Regions from separate parts of the Zea mays genome. Here region 2 is linked to region 1. Evidence: chromatin contacts called from public Hi-C data. All regions are on one chromosome and are shown on one strand. The core of a region is the stretch at or near the end of the contact, and the rest is flanking DNA. Distances in the headings are between cores, read along the strand shown. Region 1 holds the start of LOC100384712 (Calcium-dependent lipid-binding (CaLB domain) family protein). Region 2 has its middle 5.4 kb from the start of MIR319a.

Region 1 (5,637 bases), core at 738-3,237:
AGTCGGGGGGCCCTCGACGCGACCACACGGCTTGCAAAGAATTCGAGGGACGACCAGGGCCCACGGGCGGTGTTCGAGCTGCCCATCTTGCACCGAGTTGCAGACCGTGCTCGCAAATTGCATGCAGTGCACCGCGCTCACAAGAAACGTAGTAGTAAACATATTCTCTGGTCCCTGGAGGATCAGAAAAATGTTACTTGATCGCTGTGCACGAGCGTCTCCTTGCTGCAACAGCGGCTGTGATCGATGCCCGTTCACGGTTCACCAGGGGCGTAGACTCCAGCTGTCCAGCGTCTCCTTGCTAAGTCGCATTCACAGCAGCGACCAGCGAGTACGGGTTGAGGAAATTCTACAGAGGGCGTGTTTAGAGCAACTGCATCAGGAACCAAAAAATATTCTCCCAATCCTATTTTAGAGGGAAAAAAAGAAAAAAATGGTCACCAACAACTCCCTAATCCATCTCCCAATTTTCCCGCATGAGTAAAACTTCTCATCCATTCTCGGAGTGAGTAAAAAGAAAAAAAAACTTGTCATCCAATTCCCTGATCCGGACACCCACACTCCATTTGTCATCGTCGTGACGCTGATACATTTGACGGGCCTCATCTCGCTCGTCACCTCGTCACGACGATGCGATCCATTCTCGGTAAGTTTGGTGAACAAGCGAGTCCTAGCTTCGTGTCGGAGAGGCCGCCTGACACTGTCCCTTTTCTGGTGCCCATGTTCAAAGAGATACACATTTGACAGGTAAGTATGGCTTCGATTCGGTCAGTAAGAACTTACGTCCCGTTTGGATCATTAAAATTGAATTCCACTTTAATAATAATAATTTAGGAATATGTTAATTAAGTTAATTTCGGTTTTATGCAAAATATATTTGTATACTATTATTAGCAAAATGTCGTAGATATTTATGTACTACATTTTTAAGGAGTGAGACAAAGATTTTTATGTAAGTTACAGAGTAGAAACAAATTATACTAATACATAAAATCATTTATCATTCTCTACTTTATAAATTTGAGATAAGCTTATATTTGAACTTTGAAAAATGGTGGAATGTTAAATTCCAAGCTAAATAAATTACTTTATTAATAGAATTTTAATTTTTCTAAAATAAAGGGATCCAAACGTTTTATAACGTCATGTTTGATTCTTTTGTCTATATAGGTTTCTTATTTTAACTTATAGTATGGTATATTGATATGCAATTTGGATTTTATGCAAAACTAGTTTTTCAATTTTGATTAATTTTGTCACGTAGTTTTTTTTAACCTCATTAATTCTCTTCCTGCGTCCGCCCGCTCCCTAGACTCGGCATGGCTTGATTTGCTTTCATGTACTCGCTCAGCCACCGGCATGGGGAGGGCGAGCACTACTCCGTTCCGCTGGACAGCATGCCTTGCCTTGCTTGTTTAGGAAAATTGACAAGCGCGGTGCAGTATAATGAATATCAAAATATAACAGTGTAGTATCCTTGTTATTTAAATAATCATTGTTATTTTTATTAAACATTTTTTGGAAAATTATTGGGACTTGTTAGAGTTACTCCTTAATTTTTTAGATTTCATACTTTTAAATAGATTCCAGTTACTATGTTTTGGGACCTTTGTTTTTTTTTTGTTACTGTTGGAATTGTTCTTAGCCTGGCTATATCCTTATATGGGCTGAATCAAGGGAAACCGGAGCAATGGCCCAACCGCATTGGAAGGTTCTCCAAAGCGGGCCGTTTTGTTAGGTTCCTCCTCATTGGGTCGGGCCGAGCACGGCCGAAGCTCAGAATTCGGCGGACGCAGCTGGCAGGCTGGCAGCCATCACCGCTTCATCATTTCATCAAAGTTCGAACGTTGGCCCCTGGCGGGACTCGTTCATAACCTTCCGATCCAGCAGCCACGGCTTGCATCAGGCCGTCCGTTCAAATCCCCGTAACCGTGAGACCCCAAATCCGACCACCCGCCCGCCCGCCCGCCAAAGCCTTCCGTCGTCTCGCCCTCCCGCACCCGATCGAGAAATCCTAGCTCCGTCGCTCGCCGGCGATGGAGGCGCCGGACGAGGAGGCCGGGCTGGGGCTCCCTGAGGGCGAGCGGCTTCTGGAGGTGGCCCTCATCTCCGCGCAGGGGCTCAAGCCCCCGTCCGGCGTGCGGCGGCGGCTGCAGGCGTACGCGGTGGCCTGGGTCGACGCGGGGCACAAGCTCCAGACCCTCCCCGACGCCACGGGCGGCCTCGACCCGGCGTGGCACGCGCGCCTCCTCTTTCGCGTGCGGGAGGCCTCGCTCGCCGACGACTCGCCCGCCGCCGTCTCCGTTGAGATCTACGCCGCCGCCGCCGCGGGCTCCTGGCACTTCGGCGGGGACTCGCTCGTCGGCTCGGCGCGCTTCCTGATTGGCGACCACCGCCTCCTGTCCCGCCCGGTCGGCTCCCCGTCCATGTTCGCCGTCGGCGTGCGCCGCCCCTCCGGCAGGGTCCACGGCCTCCTCAACGTGGCCGCGAGCCTCGTCGCGGTGCCCCCGTCCCCGGCCGCCTGCCACGCCCTCCGCCTCTCGCCGGCCGTCTCCCTCAGCGGGCCCTCCGTGGCGCCGACCCCAAGCCGCGTGCTCCGCGTCCTCAACCGCGCGCACCGGACACCTCCACCGTCCCCGAGGCTTCTTACGCCCAAGAAGCAGCAGATGGTGGACGACGGCAGCGACGAGGCCGAGGAAGACGCGAGGGGGATGGGCGGGGTCGTGTTCTGCGGGCCCTGCGTCGGACCATTACCAAGAAAGATACGCACGAGCCCCTCAGACGAGAACCTGCAGGCCTTCGCTAACATCTTCTCTGGCGGGCTCAGGCATTGCCGGACAGAGCCCTCATTTTTGAGGAGTCCAGGCAAGTAGGCTTTATGCTCTCAATTGGTTTCCTGTGGAGTTAGCCCGTTTCCTCTTGAGATCAGGGTAAATCTGAGTTGTATCATAGCACCTCTTGTTATCATCAGAAATATGTTACATCAAATTTTCTGTAGATTCAGTGGATTTAGAATATTCGAGCCACATATATCAGCGTTGAAATTCTTTGCTGGTCTCTAGTATATCATGTTGGAAGAAAGCTGCTTCTTCCTCAATACATATATTAGATTGGTAATTTCAGTGGGGAACAATGCTTGCAGCATTGACACAAAGTCTTATGATTTACTATCTCTCTGTCCAGATATTTTGAGATTCAAAATTTGGACACAAATTTAAGCATTTTTGGCACAATCCACCCCTCTGTCCTCCCTATTCCGCACACATTAAGCCTTATTTGCTCAGCAAGCAGCTGCGAGGCATTTCCACCCTCCCTCGTGACCTTCTGCACACACACACAGCAGAGGGATGCTGTGGCCGCCACAGCTACCATTTATTACCTTGACAGCAGTTTCTCTGAATGCCACTAAACACAAGATGATTCAGGCCCTTCAATGAGTGACACAAAGTCTTTTATCTTGTCGCTTATTGACTATTGAGTTATTCACTGAATGCTCATCTTATAGAGTATAAGTGGACTGAGGACTGAAGGTGAATGTTCTTATCTTCATGGTACGTATTCTCTTATGTTTAACTATGTTTTCCAGCAGTGATGCCTGTGGGTGTTCAGTGCCAAGGAATTGGAGATTGGTGATTTTGGTTATGCATGGTCGTTTGAATTTTTTATATGCTGTAACCCATACTGTGAATTGTTGTGGGTTGATTGAACTTTAAAGGAATTGCAGAATCTTGAGTTAGCCAGTTCATTTTTCTTTTTGAGTAACGGGTGAAACTGGGGCATGAATATGATAGTTGGCTCCCACTCAGTGTTCTATGGTGTTTTCCCTACTCACATCTTTCATATAACAGCTGTAGGAAACTAGACATGTCTTGTGAAGCACAATTTTGTTTGTGAGGTCCTCGTTTGTTGATCTAATGATGTAACTATTGATACTTGATAGACTTCCTATTGCTGGCCATATAATTTTGAATCTAATACAGTGATGAAAAGCTAAAATCATTGAGTTGTCGTTCTTTGATTACCCTGGGATGGTAAATATGCACAAATATACTTAAGTTTATCTGCAGAGAGAATCGTTATCAAACAAAAACAGGGGTGGATCCACCAATGTGGCCAGGCATGGAAGCTGCCATAGCCCATAGGTGCCCACCGATTGGAAACCCCCACTGCCCTGCATTGCTCAATTCCTTTGCCCGCCAGCACCTAGCCTTAAGCAATGAATGGACCGCTAATTAGCTCCTCGATGAACAGCGATTGTTTCAGTATGAATTTCTAATTATACATCAAGGTTGACGAGAGGAAACTTGTGAAAAGTCATACTTGAGAACTTCCCCCCCCCCCCCCCCCCCCCCCTTGAATAACTGTTAGTACTTAGTACTGCTGTGCACAACTCCTAGCAGAAGAGCCCTAGCTAGTTGCATTGGATTAGAAAGACGAGATGTCGAGTTGTGCTTTAGGTATATAGCAGATGATGAACTTGTCATGCCTAAGGTTTTCATTTGATTGTTTTATAGACTTTTTTTGGTGATATTTTCCCCATCTTTATTTGCCACAAAAATAATTTGATAAATTAAGCAGTCCAGTGGTCTTTTAAAAAGGTGAATGATTTTGAAGCATGGGCCTTAAAACATAGCGAGCGTAAACAGAATTCTGAAATGCCAAGAGTCGAGTGATTTAGCTTGAAGGAAATACTGTTATTTTTGAATGATTTTTGAGTTGCTTCTTTGGGGATTGGTTCTTGATGTACGTCAGCTTAAGTTGTCTTAGTTTGGGCTATTGTGCTTCATAAACACAAAAGTTAAGACAACTTCATTCATGACAACTTGATATGTTCGAACTTGTTTTTTTTTAAACATTATAAGCAGTAGTGCAGTGTGGTATAGCCGTTGCAGAAGAAGATACTTGGCCTTTCTTGCCGGTCACTCGCCTGTTTTTTTTTGGAGGGCTTCTGAATGGCTGAAGCGTGCTCACTTGTCCGCAATTTGGTCCACCATTAGAACAAGTGTAGCATGTTTGTTAACTGTCAGCTGTCAGAATGCCATGTGAAGTGTGCCACAGCAGTAATCCCTGGCGTTGTACATCTCGCACATACTGTTGCCATCCCAGCAGCCTTTCTTGGACATCAAAGCCGGCATCATGGTCTGATATGGCCGATCCATCCCGTCCACGGTCCACTTCTCTATGGTAGTAGGACTAGGATCCTATGCTCTGATCTCACGGGACGGACGGGATCCATCCCACAAGTCGCAGCCCTTTTCACAAGTGGGGCGAACTGTTGGACAGTTGAGAAGTGAAAGGGACGGTTGCGGCATCAGGCTGACTGACGTGGAACCCATACCCACGGCTCCTTCCTCTGCTTATTAATGGGCGCTGGCGCTGCATAAACAGGCAAGTACTTGGCGATCGTGACCTTACGCCAATGGCCACTGCGCGCTACCACACATCTTTTCTTTCCCTCCAATCGCTATCATCCTTTAATAAGTAGCTTTTCAAGCGCAGAGTTTGCGAGGAGCATCGGCATATCAAGCGTCTCACGAATCGTTCCATTATTCGATTGCCACGAATCGCATCGCAGGGATCTACCTATCTCATGTTCACGTTGGATGGCTACTTGTCGAGTCAGGACCTTCCGATGCT
Region 2 (5,593 bases), core at 2,545-5,044, 84 kb before region 1:
AGACCCTCAAAAGACTTGGTCACTATTAAATGGGTTATACACGCTCTAAAGTTTGCAATATATTCTACCATCTTTTTCCTCCTCGGCGAGACGAGATGAGACCAGAGAGGCAGGAGTACAAGTGCAAGTGCAAAAAAAACAAAGCTGGAACAGACCCTCTATGCGTATTTGGGCCTAGTACATAGGGACACGCATATCTTCTTGGTTGGTAGTAGGTCATTCCCAATCCTAGATTCGTTAGCAAGTTCCAACAAAAAGCGCATAATTCTAAGCAAACTCCTCGACCTTAGTAGTACTACTTACTTCATTATGGATCTAAAATCATTTATTAAAATCAAGAACCAGAATTTCTGCATGGGTGCTGAATGCTGAGTAGATGAGGACGATGACGAGGAACGGGCAGCTAGGCTCCCCAGCTGGTGAGACGGAATCAAATCGACGGATCAAAGAGCAAGGGAGATTTTGTCGGGAGCAAAAGACAAAGCAGGGAGAGACATGTTAGGGCATATACAACCTACTAATATATATTACTTCTATGTTGCACTCTAAGCATTATATACATCTAACAAACTCTTTCATACAACTCAACAAATCTAAACATTATTGTATCTTAGGTCAACAAATCTAAACATTATTGTATCTTAGGGCATGTACAATCCTGACACCGCTGCATGGTACGACAAGTATAAGACACAGCTAAAACACAATATAATACAGTGGACGTATCTAAAACATGTGTATTGTTATATTCATTGCACCAATCAAAACATTCAATAAATTAAATTGATCAATCAGTTAGTCCTCTGTCTCAAGCATAGAGCCAAAAAAACTCGTTAAGATACATGTCTTGATTTTTTTACATTATTTCATTATACATACTCAAAGACGCAGCTTAAGACACCTATTGTATTTGTACATGTCCTTATCCTCTAGAATCCTTTGATATATGACCTTAGATCTATCTCTCTCTTTCTTCATAGCGGATGTACCCGTGTTCTCAGTTTTCACTATAGTGTTCTTTGGATGGATGTCCCTTTGATTCAACATAAGATTCCATACGCCTGGAATGGTCCGATCAATAAAAAGGTGGTGTGAACTCCCTTTTATGACTGCAGGAAATGGGATCTCTGCAGCCAAGCATCTCCCCTTTGTGCGAGGAGTTTTTTCCCTTAAAAAAAGAATTCGCGAGCCACTGATACTCTCTTTGTTCATTCGCGAAAGAATACAATTCTACCAAGATTTTAAATGTTATCCTAAAACCAATATAACTCTATTTTTCTGTCCCGAGACGGTACAATTTTGCTTTCAAAAAACTAATTAATTCTAAACTTAACTAAATTTATAAAACACAGCATTAATATGTAAAAATAGTTTGCTTGAGGGTTGATCTGACCCTCAAATATATATTATTTTTTGTGGTTTTTAAAAGGTTTACTTGAAAAAAACTTTGGTTAAGCTAACAATACCTGTTTTCATTATAAATATTAGTTTTTATTTATTTAGTTAAATTTGACATGTTATAATTCATGCACAAACCAACATTAACATTCTCCTAGCCACGTAATAAGTTTTAGGTTCGCTAACCAGTGCCTACCTGTTATCTAGCTAGTCTGCCATGATCAGCACCTACAACTTATAATAATAGAGGATTACCCATAAATGCAATTAGCACTCTAATATACTTCATCCGTCCTAAAATAAAAATAGATATCGCTATGATATTTAGCCGATCAAACTTTCTTATGATTGAACTATATTTTTAGAAAATGCTAGCAATAAACTCAATGGTCTATCTATATATTATAAATAGTAATATATTTTCATACACATTTGATCAAAGCTAAAAAAATTAGTAAATTGAAATGACACTTATTTTGGGATGAAAAGAGTATGAGTACTAGTTTGTATTGCACGAACACAAATTAAGACTTAACTGAATATCTGTTACAATCTTTAACTAACAATTTTAACTATTATAATATAAACTTGATATGGTTACATTTGTAATTACTATCCAATGAACATAAAATATAATTCATAACAAATATAATTAATATGCAACAAATGAATAATTTGATTATAGTTTAGGAGAGCATGCAATGTCTGACTACCCGACTAAAGGGAGCCAGTTTGGGCTCTGGACTCGGGACTTTCAAGGGTTGACGAAGCTCAGCTCTACATAACCTTGTTTTTGCCACATCTCAACATCAAACATTTCATCAATTAGGTCATCAAGAGCACTAAACCCGTAACCTAGACTTCTTCTTTCAGGCCTATTTGATGCTATTATAATCAACTTGTACAAGCCAAGAGTACGTGGCATTATCAGATGTTTGATTTCTTAAGCCTAAGGTGGGTGTTGACATGTTGTCCTCTTTAGGTTAGCCCCGAAGCCATGGTGCAAAGAGAACACGCCTTCCATCGACACCAACGTCTGTTATATCTACAAAGGCACTAATGACATATGCGAGCTATATTTACTACCTAAGCAGGTCATTCTCAACAGGGGTCTAATGTTAATTTTTCTAAGATTCTCGGGTATTTGAAACAATGTAAACAAGTTTCATCCTCATAAAACTCATTTTATCACATAAAACTTTTATCATCTCTTTTTATTTATACTATGACATGCCATCTTATTAATTTAATGCTAAAAAAACTCCTATTGAGATTGGTCTGATTTTGCGAAGTGTACATGTCCTTGACCACATTTAGGCTATCTAAGACCCCTTTATTTGTTAGATCAATGTTTTTCTAATCCTAAAAACTATCATAACCAATGTTAATGTTAAGTGATGTCCATATATACTACTAGTTGGCTACTTTTGCATATCACTATCATCCAAAAAATAATACAATTACAATACAATACCAAGTCAAACTTTTTAAAAATTAATTAAATTTATGTAAGATACGAATATTTATGCCTCCAAATAAGTGTCACTGCATACACCATGAGATATATTTTCATAGCGTACATGTTTGTGTTATAAGATTTGTATAAAATTTTCAAACTTTAGAAAGTTTGACTAGACAGAGCTAGAGTTGTATTTGTTTCGAGATAGAGATAGTATATAGGTCTAAAATTTATACTTCCTCAGTCCCTAAACAATTGTTATTCTTGCTTTCGAAAATCAATATATAATATTTATAATGTATAATTAGTATCAATAATGTATTATTGAATCTATTTTTACAGTAAGTTTATTTGAAGATACAAATGATGATAATAGTTTCTATAAATATATAGTTAAACTTTAAGAAAATCCGACAATTAATAATAAGGGAGGAACATCAGTATATATCTCTCTCTCAAACTGTATATATGTCGACGCCAACAGCATCATGTGACATCTCTTCGATTCGCCTTGCCGCTATGATTCTTGGCCTTGACGTACTAGCGTTTGTCCCCCTCCAATTTTATAATGAACTTGCAGCAAAAGGAGGAGATATGGACCACAGACCATTTTCTCAGGCACACTGTAAGAACGGTTTCGCACGCACCTTTGTAGGAGCTGAAAGATTTGAATACCCCAGGGCCAGGGCCCAGGGCTATGCTATGCGTGGTAGATCATGCATGGAGTACAAACAGGGTGTCATGCACTGCAAGTTCCCATGCACGTCCGTATGCGGGCAAAGTGCGGCGTTGCATGCATGGGTAAACCCTCGTCCAACACCAGCTGCCACGACCATCTTTCTGCGTTAGTAAAACCTAGCTAGATGATCAGCATTCAGCAGGGAGGGAGATGGGAGATGATGCTACTGTGCTCCTCGCCGCCGACAAGTTCTTCCAAGTCCTGTCCGCGAGAGTACCTGAGCCTGACGGCCGGGACCAGTACGTGGCTGCGGATGGTCCTGCCTGCCATGCAAAAGCAGTCTCTCGTCTCTGCGAGAGGAAATGAGGCGCGCTCTGTCTCTGTCCGGTCCGGCGATATTCAAATGGAAGCGGTCGAGGTGGTGGCCCCTGTGAGAAGATCTGTCCCTGACAGTTTAAACTGGAGCTGAGAATTGACAATTCGAAACACCCATGCATTTGTACTTGTCGGTACTTTAACTTGCAGACGCAGTTTTGCGCGATAATTTTGCAGCTATCACCATGATCTCTTCCCACTTTCATTTAGGAGTTACGAGATTACTCGGCAAGGGAATGGGTCGGCGGCAATGAGGCCTCAAGGCCAATTTTGCAAGGGCATGGTTTCCATTAGAGTTGAAAGTTGGGTCGTGCTCTCGACCCATATTTTGGACTAAATTTTTAGAACAGGCACGACACGATTAATTTTTTTTCCTTTTTTGTTGTGGTACCTGCTTGTGGGGTGGTCCCAATCACTATTTTTTTTCCCTTTTTTGTTGCCAAATGTATGCATGTGGGGTGACATATTATTTTAGGGATGTAAAATATGGTACCACATTTTTTTGAAGCATGTCATCTTTTTTTTGTGTACATACATATACATCCAACAATATACACAATCAGTAATACTGCAGTCATCAGTCAGTAATTTTACAACATTTACTCAATAATAATTCTAGTAGTGAAGAGATATTATGAAATTATTGACGAAACACACAATAATTATTGAAGAAACAATCGGTAATTACTGACGAAATGCTCAGTTATTACTAATGAAACACTCTATAATTGCTAACAGGGCGTTCAATAATTACCAACGAAGCAGTCGGTTATCTACAGACGAAACGCTCGATTATTACTGACAAAACATGCAGTAATTACTGATGAAATATCATGTAATTACTGTAACGTTCGGTTATTACCGACGAAACGTCATGTAATAACCAGTGAAATGTTCGGTTCTTACCGACGAACTGTTTGCTTAATACTAACGAAACGTTCAGTTATTAACAATGAAACGTTCGGTTAGCACTGACGAAACGTTCGACTATTACTGTTGAGACGTTCGGCTATTACCGACGAATCTGAACAAAAAAATAGGAAAAGGGACACGCGGGAGAGAGGGCAGCTTTTTTTGCATGCGGGCATGCAGGGGACGTGCGGGACGGAGGTGAGACTCGTCCAGATGAAGCTTTACCCTAGGTGACAAATAGCGCTAGCTTATATATAGTTTATATATTATTAGCCCTAGGCTTACAATAACTAAAGGAAGCCCAGGATAGTCACTAGCTACGCGGTTGAACCTAACCAGATTGGCCCACGTGCATGACCTGCGCGTGTATTTCAGCGCGTATCAATCCCGTGATCTACAGTTTCTTTCTTTGAATCTTTGTCTCTCCATTCGCTTTAAACCATCGGGTAACCACTCGATCTCGAGTTGCTAATAAAGAGTGTGACACAAGGATTTGTTTTACCGAGGTTCGGTTCTCGCAAACCTACTCCCCGTTGAGGTGGTCACAAAGACCGGGTCTCTTTCAACCCCTTCCCTCTCTCAAACGGTCCCTCGGACCGAGTGAGCTTCTCTTCTCAATCAAACGGGAACAAACTTCCCCGCAAGGACCACCACACAATTGGTGTCTCTTGCCTTGGTTACAATTGAGTTGTTCGCAAGAAAGAATGAAAGAAGGAAGCAATTCAAGCGCAAGAGCTCAAAAGAACACAACAAATCTCTCTCACTTATCA

The links. Hi-C and Micro-C count contacts between places; a contact is called where the count stands out from the background.
Region 2: a Hi-C map of ear shows a contact between it and region 1, with 5 times the contacts expected there. The contact joins the enhancer-like site here to the promoter of LOC100384712 in region 1. A contact is called at or near these places in 9 of 25 Hi-C or Micro-C datasets (bundle sheath, ear, endosperm and 2 more).

Annotation. Positions count from the first base shown.
Region 1 is chr3:217,651,963-217,657,599 of Zm-B73-REFERENCE-NAM-5.0, reverse strand. It overlaps LOC100384712 (Calcium-dependent lipid-binding (CaLB domain) family protein), which reads left to right and starts at 1,987. Exons shown (of 1, transcript NM_001177186.1): 1 at 1,987-3,587. The coding sequence starts at 2,037. The coding sequence ends at 2,873.
Region 2 is chr3:217,737,527-217,743,119 of Zm-B73-REFERENCE-NAM-5.0, reverse strand. No RefSeq gene overlaps it. Among protein-coding and RNA genes, the nearest start is that of MIR319a, 5.4 kb to the left of the region's middle. Within about 2 kb of position 3,794, at least 9 of the 20 cell types and tissues checked have an H3K27ac peak or open chromatin away from gene starts, as enhancers often do. A contact at or near this core is called in ear and tassel, where this site is marked.